3 separate regions of the Zea mays genome follow, and regions 2 and 3 are each linked to region 1. The links are chromatin contacts, called in public Hi-C maps. All regions are on one chromosome and are shown on one strand. The core of a region is the stretch at or near the end of the contact, and the rest is flanking DNA. Distances in the headings are between cores, read along the strand shown. Region 1 holds the start of LOC100283926. Region 2 holds the start of LOC103646229 (disease resistance protein RPS2). Region 3 holds the start of LOC100216998.

The links. A called contact is a pair of places that touch in the nucleus more often than the background predicts.
Region 2: a contact with region 1 is called in a Hi-C map of bundle sheath, with 1.8 times the contacts expected there. The contact joins the promoter of LOC103646229 here to the promoter of LOC100283926 in region 1. A contact is called at or near these places in 4 of 25 Hi-C or Micro-C datasets (bundle sheath, ear, endosperm and 1 more).
Region 3: a contact with region 1 is called in a Hi-C map of leaf, with 4 times the contacts expected there. The contact joins the promoter of LOC100216998 here to the promoter of LOC100283926 in region 1. A contact is called at or near these places in 6 of 25 Hi-C or Micro-C datasets (ear, endosperm, leaf and 3 more).

Annotation. Positions count from the first base shown.
Region 1 is chr2:30,612,673-30,615,961 of Zm-B73-REFERENCE-NAM-5.0, forward strand. It overlaps LOC100283926, which reads left to right and starts at 1,465. Exons shown (of 3, transcript NM_001371964.1): 1 at 1,465-1,814; 2 at 3,232-3,289. The coding sequence starts at 1,646.
Region 2 is chr2:30,421,087-30,424,375 of Zm-B73-REFERENCE-NAM-5.0, forward strand. It overlaps LOC103646229 (disease resistance protein RPS2), which reads right to left and starts at 1,809. Exons shown (of 3, transcript XM_008670958.4): 1 at 1,345-1,809; 2 at 357-1,029. The coding sequence starts at 986.
Region 3 is chr2:30,466,994-30,470,282 of Zm-B73-REFERENCE-NAM-5.0, forward strand. It overlaps LOC100216998, which reads right to left and starts at 1,497. Exons shown (of 6, transcript XM_035965226.1): 1 at 1-1,497. The coding sequence starts at 1,388.

The DNA of each region.
Region 1 (3,289 bases), core at 215-2,714:
ACTGGTTGTATTTATAGCTGGGCACTTGTGGTTTAGTACGGTAGAGTTCACTGTTTGTGAGAATAGTGGCGAAGGAATTGTCTGACTCAACCCCCTTGCGATCGTTTCTTCAGATGCAATTCCAAACTCGCCCCCAAATCCATCGGGTTTCGGATCACCCGCGGATTTTTACTCAATGTACACTTTTAAACAATAATTCAACTATAAACAATTAGTACGACAATAACTAAGTTATATCTATGGAGTTTAAACCTTCTAATGTTGAGCAGCAACATAACATTTCATAAATCATTAGCTAATTTACTTATTCAAAATAATAACTATTTTTATCTTAATCTTTTTTTGTGCAAAATAAAGAATGAACCAAATTTCTGGTCGGATGCGGGTCACCCGCGGCGGGTTGAAATAGAAACTTGTACACACACCCGTGAAACCTCGGGTCGAGCGCGATTTGCATCCGCGGGTCAAAATCTTCACACAAACATACACCCGTCGTGTTTAGTTCCTGTCGGGTTTGCGAGTTAAATTGCCATCCCTATATCCTGGAGTGATATATCATTGCTAGTTCGTGACAGGATGTGGCTATATATATGACAAACCGAAGATCTCGATTCTTATCTAAATCTTAGAGTTGTAAAGTCGAATAATCACTGTCGGTTCAACAAATGAACTCATCGATTCTTATATGAACCCTGTAATGTCTGTTTCGCGTTACATTACTTGTGCCTGAACAGAAACCCCTTACACCTTCTTAATTAAGCCCTCGTATAGTGTCACAACACATACGAATTAAAACCCGCCCCGGACGCCATATCACGTTGCCGTCGCCGTCGTCGTCTCCAATCATACGTGAGCTAAACCTTAAAAGGAACCACTTCTTTTTCTCTCTCTCTCTCTCTTTATCTCCTTGTCCGCGGATCACGCACAAAGCCGCGAACTGACTCAAACGCCATGGTATCGTGTAGCGAAGAAGATAAAAAATAAAAAGCGAGGCGAAAAAGGGCTGCCGGTTTCATCGATCTCTCGCGTTCCACGTAGGATAGGAGCATACAGCTACTGTAGCAGGGAGAGCGGTTGGCCTCGAGGCTCTCGCCATCTCGGGCCCATGACTTCCCGGCGGGGATGGGATAACTTGCGAGGCGATCCGGATCCGGGGCGCGGGCGCGGGCGGAGCAGTTCTCGTGTCACAAGCATGAGGCACGGTGGCAACATGCCGTCGATCAGTGGCGTTGGAATCTTCCACCTCAGCCTGGCGCGCGTCCGACGTGACGGGCCCAAGGAGGAGGAGGAGGAGGAGATAGCGACGGAGCTAGCTCCCCCTCTTATTGCCTCTGCCTGGCAACGGGGAATGGCACACAGCGGTTTCTTTTGCCAGCCAGCCCCTGTGCCCGCCTCCTGGCTTCTTTCCTCCCCCCTATAAAAGGATCCGGGAGGAGACCCCAGCCACGCTCATGACTTTTAAGAGTGTCGACCCTTGGCTTGGGTCCAGCCTTCAGACTTCAGAGGCAGGCTGCAAGAGAGTTCATCGATCTAGCTAGCTAGCTAGCGTGTGTTTAGGGTACCTAGCTAGCTAGCTTCAACATATATATCTTAGTTGCACACACAGCTCAAAAGAAAGGAATCATCGATCGATCGGCAGGGAGGGATGGGGCTGAGGGAGATCGAGTCCACATTGCCGCCGGGGTTCAGGTTCTATCCCAGCGACGAGGAGCTGGTGTGCCACTACCTCTACAAGAAGGTGGCCAACGAGCGCGCCGCGCAGGGGACGCTGGTGGAGGTCGACCTGCACGCGCGAGAGCCATGGGAGCTTCCAGGTGACTCTTCCCCTCTCTCTAGATCTGCCATGCATGATTATGCACTCCTCGATCTCCCTCTGCAGTTATCATCTAGCTCGATCTTTACGTGTCTCACCTGCCGACTCTCTCTCCCCCTCTCATGGTTGTTGCTAGCTCCATACGAATCTCTATGCTTCCCATGGATATCCATGCGTCTTGACGAGATGTTCATATTCCTTGTGCGCACTATTAGTATTCGTGTTAATCACTAGTACTCGGCCGGCCTCGATCTTCACCAATTGTATAGACGACGGCTTTGAGAATATATATGACGTTGGCCTAGTGATCAGGGATTTTGCTTATGGAAAATGGAACCAGAGTAAGCTAGCGATGTGTGTGTGTGGCCATTGCTGATGAATATATATGCATATGCCTGTATGCATGGCTTAGCATGGTCTTTCCGATCCTTAAAGGTATCCAACATTATTGGTGCCCAGTGCCCATGGCTTAGCATAAAGGCTGCGTGCATCACATGGTGCAAAGAGATGCTCTAAACACGCATGCATGTTCCAATTCTCTAAACACAAACAACAAGCAATGAGACGTATTTATTTCGTGTTTATTACATATATGTGCTCGGTCGTTAATTAGATTCACGAAACTTGCGTGTGTCCGTTACACGTGTCCTATGTATATATACTGTCCTTCAACGTCGTTGCTCGATCATGTGTAGGTAGGAGTAGGACTCCTCGTCGTCCTCGATCGCACACACGACGTACAGAGGATCATTTTTCTAAAGAAAAAGTACTACTGCAAATAAACCACCAAACCATGTATACGACGGGGTATATAGTTTGATATACTTTTTGATGGACGGAGCCGTGTTTTTTTGTTTCAAAACGGATGGTGATTGGACTGGTCACCTGCTATAGCTAGAGCTGATGCTGCTGTCTGTGGTATCACGCGCGCGTACGTACGTACGTGTAGTTCATGTCGTCGAGCCCCCCTGTGTAAACTAATATAATGTTCCGTATGCATCATATCTGCAATAATGATCCTTAATCAATACATATTCCATCTGCACCGGGTGTAATCTCTTTCAAGCTGCTAGAACGAAATCAATTGATCTCGGTCCCAACGCAACGCAACGCATAGCGTCTTGCTTACTCGTCACCATCCTTGATGGCGGCCTTGGAGGATCCGGTCCACTTCCTAGCTAGCTACGTCACATGAGTAACAGCCACGATTCTTCCTAGCTCTCGGTTCCTTCGAAGCTTCAATTTCCGGCCCGATCGATCACTTATCGTCTCAGCAGACCCTGCTGTGTACGTACACACACACACACACAACGCATGTACACACGCATGTACATGCATTATATAAATTCTTATATCGTACGCTACTAGCTAGCTAGCTGCTAATGGACACGTACGTACGTACGTCGAATACATGTCAGACGCGGCCAAGCTGACGGCGAGCGAGTGGTACTTCTTCAGCTTCCGGGACCGCAAGTA
Region 2 (3,289 bases), core at 559-3,058, 190 kb before region 1:
TGTAAATATAAAATATCCATAGTTTACATCTGAAGCTGCAACATCTTCAGTTTGAACCAGTACTCATGAACAACATATTAGTTGTACTATACATGTGTCATAAATGTTTGGCTATACGCGAACAGCCGCATTTGCATTTCTCTCCCATTACTGAAAGTCTGAAACTCAAAAGTTCTGCAGTTTAATTTATGGTCGTTCTGCATATCATTCTGGATAAACTACGAGTGTAAGCAACACTCAGTTCATCATTGAAGCACTCCTATGTATGCAATTCAAAAGGGGAACACAAATAAACAGATTCTGGTATATTCTGATGAGTAAATTGCAGCTTTGGAGCTGAGGAAGCGAAATAGTACCTGGTAGTGGTGGTCTTTCATTTCGAGATCATTGTTGAAGGCGTGCAGGAGAGTCGTCTTGCCGATGCCTCCTTGACCCCACACACCAATTATGCTCGACTCGCCCTTCTCAAGCAAATCATGGACCCGAGCCAACATGGGCTCCAACCCAACGGTCTCAGTTTGGGGTAACTGACTGACGGCCCTCGGCGGTGGCTTGAACCCAAATGTCCTGAACCGCCTTCCTTCCTCGGTCAGTTTGTTCACCTCCTCCAGCGCGTCCACAACACGCTTGCCGATCGAGGCGCGGCGACGAGCGTGCACGGTGCACTGGCAGAGGCAAGAGAACCCCGACAGACTGCTGTAATCCTCGTCGATGGTGTCCAGGCGAAGCTCGTCGACGCGCTTGAGCCACGCCTGCACCTGAGGATCACAGACGTTCAGCTTGTCCTCCTCCGCCGTGACCCGCGCCCTGACTGTCGTCTCGACGGCGCGCAGGCTGTCCCGGGCCTTCTCGAGGTCGCCACAATTCGACTTGATGCGAAGGAACGCGGCCACCTCCCGGCCCACTGCCTCGAACACGCCTGTGCTTTCCAGACAACCGCACAGGGGTTCCAGGCACGAGCTGGTCGCGCTGATGGCTTCAGCCATCGGGGACGTACAGTGGTGAGCGTGCAGCAGGCGAACGAGGAATCTGCAAAAGGGAGTTGTTGTTTGAAGCTTATAAAGGAAGCATATGCGGAGGCTAGGCGCCACGCGGTGCATGGCAGGAATGGGGCAACACGGCAGACGGTTGCCCGGATGGGGATTGGATTGGAAGGATTCGGGCCTTGCCAAGAAAACGTCCGCGCGCACGTTGTTCGGTGGGCTTGCGGCTTGAAAAGTCATCGAATGGGAGCAAAATGCCAGGTTGGGACAATATCAACTGGCTGAGGCCGGACGCGGGAGAAAAGATCACTCTACGGCGAACCAGTTTCCTCGTCGTTTCTCGTGAAGATGAAGAGCCTACCAGAAGTGGAAGCAACGGTTGCCGTTGAGCCGCGCCGGGCTTCATTCAACAATGGCATGCGACTGTCTAAGGCAGGAGGCAGCACGGCGGAGATGATCTGGAAGAGGCAATCCGCCAAACACCTTGCGTGCGGCGCCACTCCTCCCGCGCGCGCGCACAGCTGCGTACGTGCCGAGAAGTTGCGCCCGCGGGTTTGTGGACGGCTGATGAATTGATGAGCTGGCACCCGAAGTAGATGCTGGGCAGGAAGAATCATTTCCGCCACATGGCAGATGCCAGCACCTCCGTTGACAACTTGACACTGACATGGAATGGAACCTCGTGATCAAGAGAGTCTAGCCTCTAGCCCTCTAGCGCTGGGCCGGGTAACTTGATTTTTTTTAGAAGCGAGACGACGTACGACGACGACCTGGACGAGTCGCCCGTGAGGTAAGCTAGTGGCTCCTTCGCGCCGCCGCGCGGACGCGGTGACGAGGCGCGGGGCCAGTTGGGTGTAAAGACATATACAACCTTATTTAATATAGAGATTCTCGAAAAGTTTTTAAAAGGCTAATTAAAAAAATACAAAATATAGCTTTTTCGCGAAGACAAAAACTTTTATATAATGTGTCTTTTATTTGTATTTATGATTTAGGGTCTCAGGATTATATTATATAGTCTCTTAGCTCTCTCGTATATTTAGAAAACTGAACTGATGTCTCAAGGTTATATATGCTCTAATATAACAGAACAATATTGTCTACGAATCTCGCGTTTCTTCCCTTGGCATATAATATACTTTAAGTGGCTATAATTTTTTCATCTTTTGTAAAGAAAAACAATTAGACGAGTCAATTAAACTTAACCTAAAAATCAATCAAATTATAAATTAGAACAGAGGAAGTAATAAAGTCTAAGGGTCTCTTTGGATTGAAGGACTTTAGAGAAAAAATGTTGAATTTCAGTTTTATAGGGAAAATCTTATTCATATCTTTGAAATGTAGGAATGAGCCAAAGGAAAAGTGAACGAAAATTTTCTATCTTGTCGATTTCGTATGGAGAACGTAGAAAAACAAAACATTGGCATGGACCTCTTTGCAAATTTTTATCGCGTAGGCAAATCATTACTTTAATGCTACTAATTTTTCCTATGATTCATCCAAAACATTATTTTTATGACTGATAACCTAATATATAATATTATATTAAAAATCTAATATAGGCATCGGGTGCTCGAACTCACACCCTTTCTCCAAAAATTTAGAGTTAACCACTAGACTACATGTACTTTAGTGTTTAGAAAATAAACAATAATTATATTTAAATAAATATTTTAATACTTACTTATATGATATATAACAACAATAAACCCCGGGCAGATGTAGTGAAAGAAGAATTATGCATTCCTATTATGCAAGTTCCTGTGTTTCATCCAAAGACTTGCTTTCTCAATTTTCCGTGCTCTCACCATCTTGCATTCTAGAGGGGGGCTAAACGTTTGTCTTTTTTTTCTAATGCCTCACTTTGAATGCAACAATTTCCTCTGGTACAGGTTCAACAAGATATCGTGGCCAACGTTTTGTGGACCACAGCGGCGACAGTTCGCGTTTGTTGTTGGAGCAACGCACAGCATTTGTAGCTGCAAAAAATCTACCTGCAACATAGGCTGACATATGTAGTGATGCAGATACACATCAGTGCATCTATATCTGTTCCAGTACCATCATATATTCATATTGTTCGTATCTTAAGAGGACTGCTGCCTGACTCACAGAAATATGCTCTCGCCAACTGGTGTACACGCATCGTACATGGAACTCTATTAAAGAAATTGACGATTGGGATCAAATGTAGACAGATCATTGGATTTTCTAATACTTTACGTTGAACATCAATCTCTTTACAGGACGTTTTTGGGCTCATCATATTTGACATTGAAGACCTTGTGGCGAAGAGATCGGTTACA
Region 3 (3,289 bases), core at 247-2,746, 150 kb before region 1:
GCTACTTCCTCAGCTAACATGGTATTTTTATGGACCCTGCAAGCCCTTAACAATGTGGACCAGACACTCGCAGTTGGTTTTATTTGCATCTTCGATATAAAATTATATGCTTCGTCTAACTCTCCTGCACGACCAAGGGTGTCAGCAAGCGCTGCAAAATGCTCTAGAGTAGGAACAATTCCATAATGATTTGACATACTCTTGAAATATTTCCAGCCCTTATCCACTAAGCCAGCATGACTACATGCAGTCAGAACCGCAAGAAAGGTGATATGGTTAGGCTTTGCATTTCCCAGTTCCATTCTCTCAAACAGCACAAGTGCCTCTCTTGCTGGACCATGCAATGCATACCCCATGATCATCGCAGTCCACGATACAACGTCTGGTGAACTCATCTTGTCAAATATGCAATGGGCAATGCTAATCTCCCCACATTTGCAGTACATGTCAATCAGGGAGCTAGATATAAACACGTTATCTTCAAACCCACCACAGATCACATAGGCGTGCAGCTGCTTCCCGAAGCGCAATGATGCCAAATTACCACAGACAGGTATGAGGCTCGAGAAAGTCACGGGCACAGGTCTAACACCAGCCTGCAGCATCCGACGGAATATTCCAAGGGCCTCCTCAACTGAACCATTTTGTGCACAACCTGCAAGCAGGGAGTTCCACAGAATATGGTCTCGTACCGGGAGGTTGTCAAACACTTTGACAGAATAATCCGTCCTTGTACAATTCGCATACATATCGATCAGGCTACTGCCAACGAACACATCGCTATCAAACCCATTCCTGAAGGCAAAACCATGCACCTCCAAGCCTCTCTTGACATCAGCACACTCCGCGAAGATTGGGAGCACAGTGGATAAGGTGAACGAGTCAGGCCTAAACCCTTCCCTGCACATCTTCCTGACAAACCCCAGTGCTTCATGGTGCCTCCCTTCCTCCGCGCAGCCCAGCACCAAAGTGTTCCAGGACACCACGTCCCTCTCGATCATTTCGTCGAACACCTTCCGCACGCTCTCAAATGCGGTTGATGATCCGGGTACATCCACTATGGCCACACCAGTGGAGTCGAGATACGAACACGGGACCTTGCAGTAGAGGTTGAGGAGGGCATTGGCGGTAAAACGGTCGGCGAATGCACCGGAGCGGATGGCCAGCGCATGGAGGGAGGCGCCGAGGGCGCTCAGGCCTAGGGCGGCACAGGACTTGAGCGCGGCCGGGAGTGAGGCCGGGACAGACGAGCGTGGCGCGGCGGAGGCGCGCATCCGGAGGAAGAGGGAGACAGCGTCGCAGAAGTGGCCCTCGGCAGCGGCCGCGCGGATCTGTTGTGCCCATGAGGACGGGGGCGGCGGTGGATAAGCGGCCTCGGAAACGGACATGACGGCGAGTCGGTAGATACTGTGGTTGTGGAGGTCAGGCGGTGGCTACATCTGACCGTGCGGGCAAAGTCAGGGTTCAGTTGGCCTATTGCCCCCAAAAAAAACTTGCGTGAGAGACACTGTCATGAAGACCAAAAAGGGTTCTTATTGCTAGATTATAGATCGCATAGCTAACAGGTAACACTAATTAGTTACCAATTATAGGAGCATAGCTGAGTTCCACAAACTGCTACTGCATACAGTCATGCTAGGTAATAATTTGCATAGGATTTCTATCACATGGCATCTTGTAAAATTGCCATTTCGCTGAATTCTCTCGAGCACAAACGCACCATACTGAAATGCAGTTTAATTAAATAAGCATGAACAGAACTTCAACAAGCAAATATTAGTTTAATGTTTTCTGAAAACTCACAGGGGTATGGAACAAACAATCTAACATTATAAATTAGTGCATATGAGCACCAACTGTTATATGAATGTAGATATGTGTAGCTAGTTTACCTTGATTTACAAATTCATTTGGGGAGCTGCTAGTTCCAGAAACACGCTGATCATTAGGCTGTGCTGCTGTGCTGATTGAGGACATACTGTGCCGGGATTGCAAGACACTATTCTACATTTCGTGAGGGCTCGAGCTCCAAAAGTCGTCTGATACGTTGCGCCTTTTTACTGAGCGTCCTTGAATTCTTAAACCTTTTGTAGGCTCATCAACAACTACTGTTGGAGTAGGCTGGGCACAACCAAAACAACCTCTGCTCTGTTGCAAGCCAGGATTGGCCAAGAAATGATTAGTACTACCGGGTAATTGACGCATAACAGCACAAATAAAAAAATGCTACATTTGAAACAAATAGTTAGAACATTCTGTTTTTCCTTCGTATGAGTTTGGGTTGTCTAGAGCTAACACCTAGTAACTTAAACCATTTTGGAACCTACAAAGTGCTAGCTATCCACTCATCGCAACGGATTTCATGAAGAGTCCGTTCGGTTATTCTTATTCCATGTGGACGATAGGGATTGAGAAACTCACTCAATCCATATGAATATCTGTATGGATTGAGACGATTATTCTCATTCCATGTGGATGATAAGGATTGAGAAGCCCACTCAACCCAATCACATCGGAGCAAGCGGGAAGCAGACAAGCCTAGCAATCAACTGACTTACCCAATGTAGGCGACGAAGCGGCGCACCCAGGAGGAGAGCGACCCGCAGCACAGCAGCATAGCATCTGGTTCCCCCGCGCCGCCGGCGACGGCGGCTAGGCTACGAAAGTCGAGCCCGCGCGCGATGTAACATCCCAATTTTGATCCCAAGGTTAGAAACCCTAAACTCCTAACCCCCCTTATTTATCTCCTAAGACCCCATCTCATGAAGCATTATATTCATCATATGCATTATGTTCACGCTGGATTGTAATCGCTCTCGCGTTAGCACCTTCAAACAAGACGAAGGTATCAATGTAATGTAAATTTTACTAATATTCATGTGTACATTATGAAATATATATGTGAATGAGCCAATGAATTACATTCATTATCTCTATGTATTCTTGTTCATTCGTGAATGATGAAGGCATGTCCTTCATGACCTTCATCTGAAGATCATTATATCTAAGAGGAGATAATGCTTTGTAGGACGAATGTCCTTAATCCTTAACAATTGTGTTGCCTTGTTCTTGATCTACATCATTTGAGAGAACAAGTGACCAACAATGACGGGGATTAAAAAAATGTCCCCGCAAGCGTTCGTGAGGATATGTATGGGGGAATTCTTTATCACGAGGACGGGAATGGGGAGCTATTCTCTCACGGGGATTCTCAGTTGTCATTTCTAATCTATACATTTCAGACGTGTGAGAGCACCTAGAGGGGTGAATAGGCGATCCTGCAAATTTT